2 separate regions of the Rattus norvegicus genome follow, and region 2 is linked to region 1. The links are chromatin contacts, called in public Hi-C maps. All regions are on one chromosome and are shown on one strand. Each heading gives the region's core, a stretch centred on a gene start, on an enhancer-like site or on the middle of the called end of the contact. The rest is flanking DNA. Distances are from core to core; before and after follow the strand shown. Region 1 overlaps Adam12 (ADAM metallopeptidase domain 12). Region 2 holds the start of Adam12 (ADAM metallopeptidase domain 12).

Region 1 (3,951 bases), core at 501-3,000:
CTTGTGGCACAGGGGAGTGGGGGCTTGCTTCCCCTCCATGAGATCCTGCAAACACAGCAGTTAGTGAAGCAAGCCTCTGCCTGTCCACGGTGGGTCTCAGCAAAGCGTCTGACCCAAGCTGTGTGAACCTGCTTAATAAAGAGCGAGTTTGCTTTCTTTGAGTTGGAACAGGTATGGAATTTCTACACAAATAACAAACAAAGCCATGGCTGGAACCCCAGGCTCCTCAGGATGCCAAAGTCTCTGTGCTGGGGCAGAAATAGGTAGACACATAATTTAACTGTGGACTTTGACATGGAAAAGAACAGTACACAGTGGTGCCACGTACATGCCTCTTTTTTCTATCACAAGATGCAGTAGACTCTCAAGATCTCATGCAACTTTCTTCTCCTTGTGGAAGCTCCCAATGCCAGGGATGGAACCTAATCAAGGCCGTGTAGAGGGAGGCATAGCCAACCCTTGTGGGAAATTGCCCTCTACCCATGTATACTCACTTCATAACTTTACCTCTTCCTTCCTTTTTCCCCTCTAGACATATTCATCACATCTGTATGTCCAGAGCGTCTGAGATGGCTACAGGACACTGCAAGGAGCATACTCATATTATGTTATCACTCATCCATGCTCAAGCAATAGGGACAATATTGTAAGAATCCCACCTAGAGTGGCCTAGCCATCAAATCTTTTTGCTAGGTTTCTTCTGCTTAATTCCTGGATGATTCTGCAGCAGGCAAATGAAATGACTAGTAATAAGTGTGTAATTGAAACCAGATTGGGCATTTATTGATTCTTACTTTGTGTTCACTCAGCTCACACATCTTCCAAACTTCTCTTAGCACTCTGGGAGGCAGGGACTAATAATGTTAATCTCCATGTAGACTCAATGAAAGCAACTTCTAGTGGTGTGTGTGTGTGTGTGTGTGTGTGTGTGTGTGTGTGTGTTGGGAGCATGATATAGGGGTAGCTTGAGGAATTCATATTGACTTCATTGAATGAGTAAACCATACATTCTTAAATTTCTGGGTTTTGCTTTTTTACCCCTTTTCTTCCTTTTGTTTATGCATTGAGACATGGTCTCATGTAGTCTAAAATGTCCTTTATCTCCAAATGTAGTCAATGATGACCTTGACCTCTGAATCCTCTTGCCTCTACCTAAGTCCTGACATTACAGCCATGTACCAACCACTACATCTGGTTTAATGAAGTGCTAGAAATTGAAGCCAGGGCTTTGCACATGCTAGGCAAGCACTCTTTCAACTGAGCTCCATCCTTCATCACTAATGCTGGCTATTTGAAAATGAAAACACCTACAATAAAACATGCCTTATTTCTCAGAGACATGTAAATATCTAAGCATTTTGGTGAAGTTCCCGGATGGGAGATGGTGCTGACATCTCTATCCTTAGTCTAGCTTGCAGCTTGGAGGGAAAAGGGCCTTTGACAGAGTTACGATGGTAATGGCGTTCTTGCAGGGAAACAAGTATGACTCTAGTGACTGACTGCAACAAGTTTCTCAAATCCTACATTGACTAGTTGAGCAAAAATTCATAGTACTATTCAGATCTGGTGGTGAGCTGGGAGTAGAAAATTCCTGTTGCTTAAATTCTCGTCATTTCCAGACTGCCTACTCATGTTTTGGTTATTCTGTGGTGATTCAAAGATAAGTGTTCAGCCATAAAATAGTGGGCTAGATTGTCTTGAGTACTTAGAAACGAAGGCTAAGATATCTAAACAATTCATCAAATGTGTCTCTGATGCATAGTATTGTGTATGCCTCTAGTCCAGCATTGGTAGTAATCATGAGACATCTGTAGCACAGCCTGTACCTTCATCTGGCCCGAACAACACGCTGAGAGATAAGACCACTAGTAAAAGACATCTGGGGAACAAACATGAGTCATTGGCTCCTTACCATACTGCCTATATTGGAGGTAACAAACACAGCCTGCTGATAAGAGGTTGTGAGGGAGGGCAAGGGATGCTCTTCGAAGTGGAAGAACAGGCCTGGAAAGTTTCTGGAAATCTTTGACTAAGTATGTGTTGGGGAATCATGGTAACTGCCATAGGAAGATTATACTCTTAGCTAAACAGTGGGGCCCTAAATCTGCTCCTCTAGCAGGTTAAGTGCAGCTTAAAATCTACGCAGCTTTTACTGATATCTATTATTGTATGTGTCTGACATTGAGGACCCCATAAAGAGCTCCCAAGTAGCTTGTATACCATTAGTACCTTCAATCTTAGTAATAGGGACAATGAAAAGCACACACTATGACAAAGCTGCATGGGACAAGAGAAGGGGAAAACTCCACTTGAATTGGGATAAGACAGGAGGCTTAGAAACAACACGAAAAGCTCTGGAGAAGGTGGTCTCAGGCTGTACGCTTGAGACTATATAGATGGCAATGCACCAAGTGAAGGAAAGGATGGGTGTCTAATCTTGATTGTCTACTTGACTGGACTGAGAAACTTACATTAATAGACTAGCCTCTGAGCATGTCTGTGAGGGTGTTTCCAGCCGTGTTTCCTTCGATCAGGAGGACACTGAGTCATTGCTGGATTCAGGATCTGAACAGACTATTTAGAACAGCGGTTCTCAACCTTCCCCATACTGTGACCCTTGAATACAGTTCCTTATGTTGTGGTGACCCCAATCCTAAAACTATTTAATTGCTAGTTTGTAACTAAATTTTGCTACTGTTGGGAATCAAAGTGTAAATATTTGACATGCAGCACATCTGATATGTGACCCCTGAGGGGGTTGAGACCCACAGGTTGAGAAGCCCTGACTGAGTGGAACTGCTGAAAACAAAGCTCATAGCATTCATTGGCAATGCGCCACTGTAGAATATATTTTGGCCCCAGATCCTTCCTGCTCCATCTCTTTTACTCTTGCTATCATGAGGTAAGCAAGTTGGCCACATTCATCCACCACAATGAGCTGCCTCAGCACAGGCCTAGAAGCAAAACAATCAACTGACCATGGACTAAAACTCCTGAAAGCACAAGTCAGAAGCAAATCTTTCCTCCCTTAACCTTTTTCTAAGGACTTTGGTCATGGTGATAAAAATCCCATCACTAACACAGGTGGAACTAGACAAGAGAGCATTGAGGGCAGAGACATGGAGGTGTTGGCTGTGGAGGAGAAGCCAGCAATGCATGATAAGGAGTGGAGGAAGCCTGCAATATAGGATGAGGAGTGTTGAGGAGGTGCTAAGCAGGAGTGAACACAAAAAGAAAGAAGAAAGTGGGATTGTAACATAGAGTCCTACCATGGAGACACCTAGAAACACTAGGGCATCCCCTCCTGGGATAGTATCAACTGTCGACCTGACAGACCTAGAAATCACCCAAGAGACAAGCCTCCAGGCACACCTATAAGGGGTTGTTCAGATTAGGTTAGCCTCTAAGCATGTCTTGATTTGGCTAATTAGGATACAAAAAACCACTATGAAGGATGGCAGCACATACCCGAGGCTTGGGTCCTGTAGTGCCTAAAAGAAGTGAGATAGTGGAGTATGGGCATTCATTGCTTTCTGCTTCCTGATTGTGGAAGCAGTATAATCAGATGCCTCAAGGTGCTGTCATGACTTCCTGTTTTGATGGGCTATACTCTTTAACTGTAATCTGAAGTAAATCCATCCTTTTTCCTTAGAGAGCTTTGGGCATTTTTATCTCAGAATAGGAAAAGTGCCTAATATAGCTCCCAGCAATGGGGATCAACTAGTGGTGTCCTAGGGTTTCTATTGATGCTATGAAACACCATGACCAGAAAAGCAAGTTGGAGAGGAAAGGGTTTATTTGGCCTACATTTCACATTGCTGTTCATCATCAAAGGAAATCAGGACAGAAACTTAAGCAGGGCTGGAACCTGGAGACAAGACTGACACAGAGGCCAAGGAGGGGTGTTGCTTACTGGCTTCGCTCCACATACCTTGTTTACCCTTCTTTCTT
Region 2 (3,951 bases), core at 374-2,873, 120 kb after region 1:
GTTTGTGTGTGTGGAGCATATGCCAAGTTCACGGCCAACTCAGGCATACTTTGAACCTCACAGGTTTACATGTTTCTAAGTGCACTTGCTGAACAACCTTCCAAGGAATCAGTTTGTACAGAACTCTCTCAAAAACACCTTAGACTGCGGTTTTCATCTGCAGGTCCCAGAGTTCGCTAAATAGGCTTCGGTGTTGTAGCCTTTTTCACTGATGTGCAACCGTCTAATTCAATCACCAATTTGCCAGGTTGATCTATTTTGCTGTGTCGGTATTTATGGGAGCTAGAATTTGGTTACGTTATGGTAAGACATGCTGGAGGGTCGAGGGTGACAGTGACAATTAAGAAATAAAATGTTTCTTGTTGGAAACAGTTGATGAAGGAGGGCTAGCTAGTTGTCGGAAACTAAACGCCTGATTACCTAGAATCACGGAAATGAGAGTTGGAGGTCAGGGCGAATCATTCATTGGTGAACAGCGCCCCTAGTGGCTAAAGGGGGCCGGCAGCGAGGGTGACCGGGGAAGCTCCGGAATTTTAAAAAGGCACCTGCTGTGAGTTCTCATTATAGGAACAGGGTCCACAGGTGCCCCGGCTTTAGGAAGATTCAACTCCGGAAAATACAAGTCTGTAAAAACTCCTTTAATGTATACACTTTCGTTAAACTCTGAAGTGGGTTCTCGTGCTACACAAGGTCTTGGTGTAAGCCCTTATTTGCTAACGATGAGCAAGAGAGGAGTTCTGTTAAAGTTTGATCCTTACTGACAATTAGGGAGGGAAGCCAGAAATCTCCAGATGAAACAAAAAAAGAGTAAAGAGCGCCGCGGGTACACCTGTGATGGGGGCGGGGCGCGTCCTCTGCGTCTCCCGGCTGTGTCAGAGTGGGGGGTGGAAAGGAAACTTCGTGGGGAGTTGACTCCGAAGCTGGTGAAGGAACTCACTACCCCACTGGATCAGTAAAACGACCCCACGCACACCCTCCCAGGAGACACGTGTAACTGTCAAGACACTAAGAGCCTTAGGAGCAAATGTCACTCCAAGAGGCGAGGCTATGCCTTTTCATTCAGACACTAGCAGCTTCAAGGTCCGCGAGCAAAACGTCTTCTTCCCCTGTGCCACCCCAACCCCCGGAGTGGGCACCTGGCAGGGGTAACCAGTGTCGGAGCGCCGGGAGCCTGAGCGGGGATGGAGGAGGGGTTCCTCAGATGCGCCCTGGTGCGTCTCCTCTCCTTGCCGCTGTGGCACTTGCGGAGACCCCGGCTTGTCGCGAGGTGGCTGAGATGGGACGCGCAGGCAGCCGCCTGTGCGGGTGACTTACCTCGGGCTGCACGGGGCGCCAGCAGGGCCCCAGCCAGGGCCAGCAGGAGGGCGCGGGCGGGGGGCGCGCGCCGCGCCGGGCGCTCTGCCATTGTCGCCGGCCTGGCGTGCAGCTGCTTCAGGGGCCCCGCGACCAGCGCTGCAGCATCCCACGCGGGCGCCGAGCCGGTGGACGTCCTACTGCCCCGAGTCTGCCACGACCCCCTCGCGCAGCGCCCGGGTCGCGGAGCAGCAAGTCTAGCCTTTCATTTTTCAAAAAAAAACTTTCTCCCCTCCCCGAGTGTGTGCGTGCGCGCGCGCGCTACTCTGGCACGAGCCGCCCTTGACCGTTGCAATAAATGAGCAGCCTGTCCGAGTTGGCGCCGGGGACCAGCGATCTGAGGGCGGGTCTGTGCAATGGATCCGCGGCCAGCAGTCGCCGTTCTCATTACCACGGAACAAATTAGCGTCTCCCCCGCACCCCGCCCGCCTGCGGCGTCCCGCGGGTCCTAGAGACCGCTCTGGGGTCCCCCACCGCCCGGGTCCTATCCACTCTCCGGGGTGGCTAGATGCAGGATGCCCCCAGACCCCTTGTGTGGGACGCCGCGTAGACCCGGCTTCGTGGCGCAAAGGCGCGAGAACGCACACTTCCCAGCCTCAGGATGATGTGGCCACGGGGCCCTGGGCGCCGGCAGCCAAGAGCACACGCGGCGCCGGGGTCCAGCTTTCCAGACTGAGGCTGGAAAGGATGACTGGGCTGCTAGCTGCTGGCTAGCTGGGTATCGGCGGGACCTGAGGAACAGGTCTGGGATGTGGTCCACAACCAGGCAGCCTGTGGCTGCCGCGTCCCAAACCACCAAACTAGTACCTCACACCTAAGGAATAAGATTGCATTTATAGTAGCAGACACTTGGGCACAGCGTTTTTTGGTGTGGTGCTCTGTTTTTGAGACTGATAGATTGGCCAAAGTTTCCTTTCAGTTGTCTAGACCCAGGAAAAGGGTCCAGATACATTCCAAACTTCACCAGTCTTATGCTTGGCTGGTTAGAGATGCAAATTGCAGCCTGGCTTGTTGATTAGTGCTCTTAATCCTAACATTTGATGGGCCGAGACAGGAGAGTTACTGCAAGTTTGAGGCTAACAAGGGGCTACACAGTGAGTTCTGGGCCAATCTGGACTACAAAGTGAGGTTCTGCCTCAACAACAAAAAAAGATGGTGGGCAAGGCCTGACTGGAGAGAAGTATCAGTTGCCAGGCATTCTCCTACATCTGTGGAATGAGCTGTTCTTCAGGAGCACAGCTAGGCAAGCACCAGTAAGAGAATGGAGGGCCTCATCTCAGGGTTGTAGTTGTGTCCTCTCTCTGCCTTCTCCTCATCAACCCCTCAGATTTCCTAAAAGGACTCTGGGTTCCTTAGAACCAAGTAAGAAGCAGCAGGGGCCAGACAGACAGAGCAGCAACACATCTGGAGAATAACAGCCACTGTGGTCCCTAACATGGGAATTTCTTAGAACTTGTAAGGGTTCAAGACCTCCATCCAGGCCAATGAATTCAGAACCCATCTTGGACCTGGCAGTTTTCAAAGCCTCAGTTGATAACACTGCGGCTGAACAGAGATTCTGTTCTGATCCTACGACTTGCCCTCTTCTGGAATAGGTCCACGGTAAGAGGAGAGTGGGATTGGGGAAGGCTGGGTTCTTGACCACCTCCCTGGAAAGTAGCCTTACCAGCTGCCTCTCACCAGCAGTGGTCTGCAGCAGTCTCTCACTTCAAAAGAATGACATAGGACCTTAAAAGTGAGAGGCTTCATACTAGAGTCAGAACAGGTACCCTTTGAAGTCATCCCAGCTGGTAGCCACCCTTGCTTGTACATCGTCCTGGTGTTTAGTCAATCAGAATTAACAATGTTCCATTAGGGGCTTGAGAAATCAAGCTGTAGAGAAATGTCTCTCACCTTCAAAGGCTCGTCTATCTTTTTGTTCTTTTCTGGGCAGGGTCTCTCTATGTAGCCCCACTGTTGTCCTAGAACCCACTGTGCAGACCACACTGACTTTAAACTCACCAGGACGTGCCTACTTCTGTCTTCCTTGTGCCACCACCCACAACGGGCAGGCTTTTCAGTCTTAGAGAACAAGCCAGTAAACCGCCATGATTGGGCAGTGTGTGCCCGATAACCCAGTCAACAGCAGCCAGGTTTGCTTGCTTATCACATTATAATGTATGACATATGGTCTTCACGTGATGTGTGATAAAGGCTATCACCTACATCATTTCCCTTTAATGTATAGACAAACAAAATACAGCACACAGAGGAGCTAAGTGGCTTTCCAATAGCCATACAGTCACGAGCCCAGCTTCAGACCTGTCTTAGGAGCAGTGTATGTTTGACCCTGAGATGAAACCTGGCCTCTTAGCGTCTGCTAAGTCACGCCTCTAAGGAGGAACTGAACTGAGGCCCTGGTGCAGGGTCTTCCCACCCACGTGCTCCTCCAGGGTGCTCAGTAAAGATGTTGGGGATTCTGTATCCGGGCTCTGCTGGGGGAGAGAGGTCCAAAAGGACAAGCTCAGAGAGTTCTGAGCTTAGTTAATTCCAAGACTGCTGAGAGAGATGTGTGAGAGAGACGAAAAGCAAAAGGCTTGGGAATGATTTCCTTCGAGG

The links. Hi-C and Micro-C count contacts between places; a contact is called where the count stands out from the background.
Region 2: a contact with region 1 is called in a Hi-C map of the A7r5 cell line, with 5 times the contacts expected there. The contact joins the promoter of Adam12 here to the enhancer-like site in region 1. A contact is called at or near these places in 5 of 12 Hi-C or Micro-C datasets (the A7r5 cell line, the Rat2 cell line, Schwann cells and 2 more).

The regions. Positions count from the first base shown.
Region 1 is chr1:198,322,156-198,326,106 of GRCr8, forward strand. The region is part of intron 3 of Adam12 (ADAM metallopeptidase domain 12); the gene reads right to left. Among named protein-coding and RNA genes, the nearest start is that of Adam12, 120 kb to the right of the region's middle. Within about 2 kb of position 1,751, at least 8 of the 93 cell types and tissues checked have an H3K27ac peak or open chromatin away from gene starts, as enhancers often do. A contact at or near this core is called in the A7r5 cell line, where this site is marked.
Region 2 is chr1:198,442,057-198,446,007 of GRCr8, forward strand. Adam12 (ADAM metallopeptidase domain 12) reads right to left here and starts at 1,624. Exons shown (of 23, transcript NM_001427293.1): 1 at 1,315-1,624. The coding sequence starts at 1,405. It overlaps LOC134483951 (a long non-coding RNA gene), which reads left to right and starts at 2,823. Exons shown (of 2, transcript XR_010061156.1): 1 at 2,823-2,955.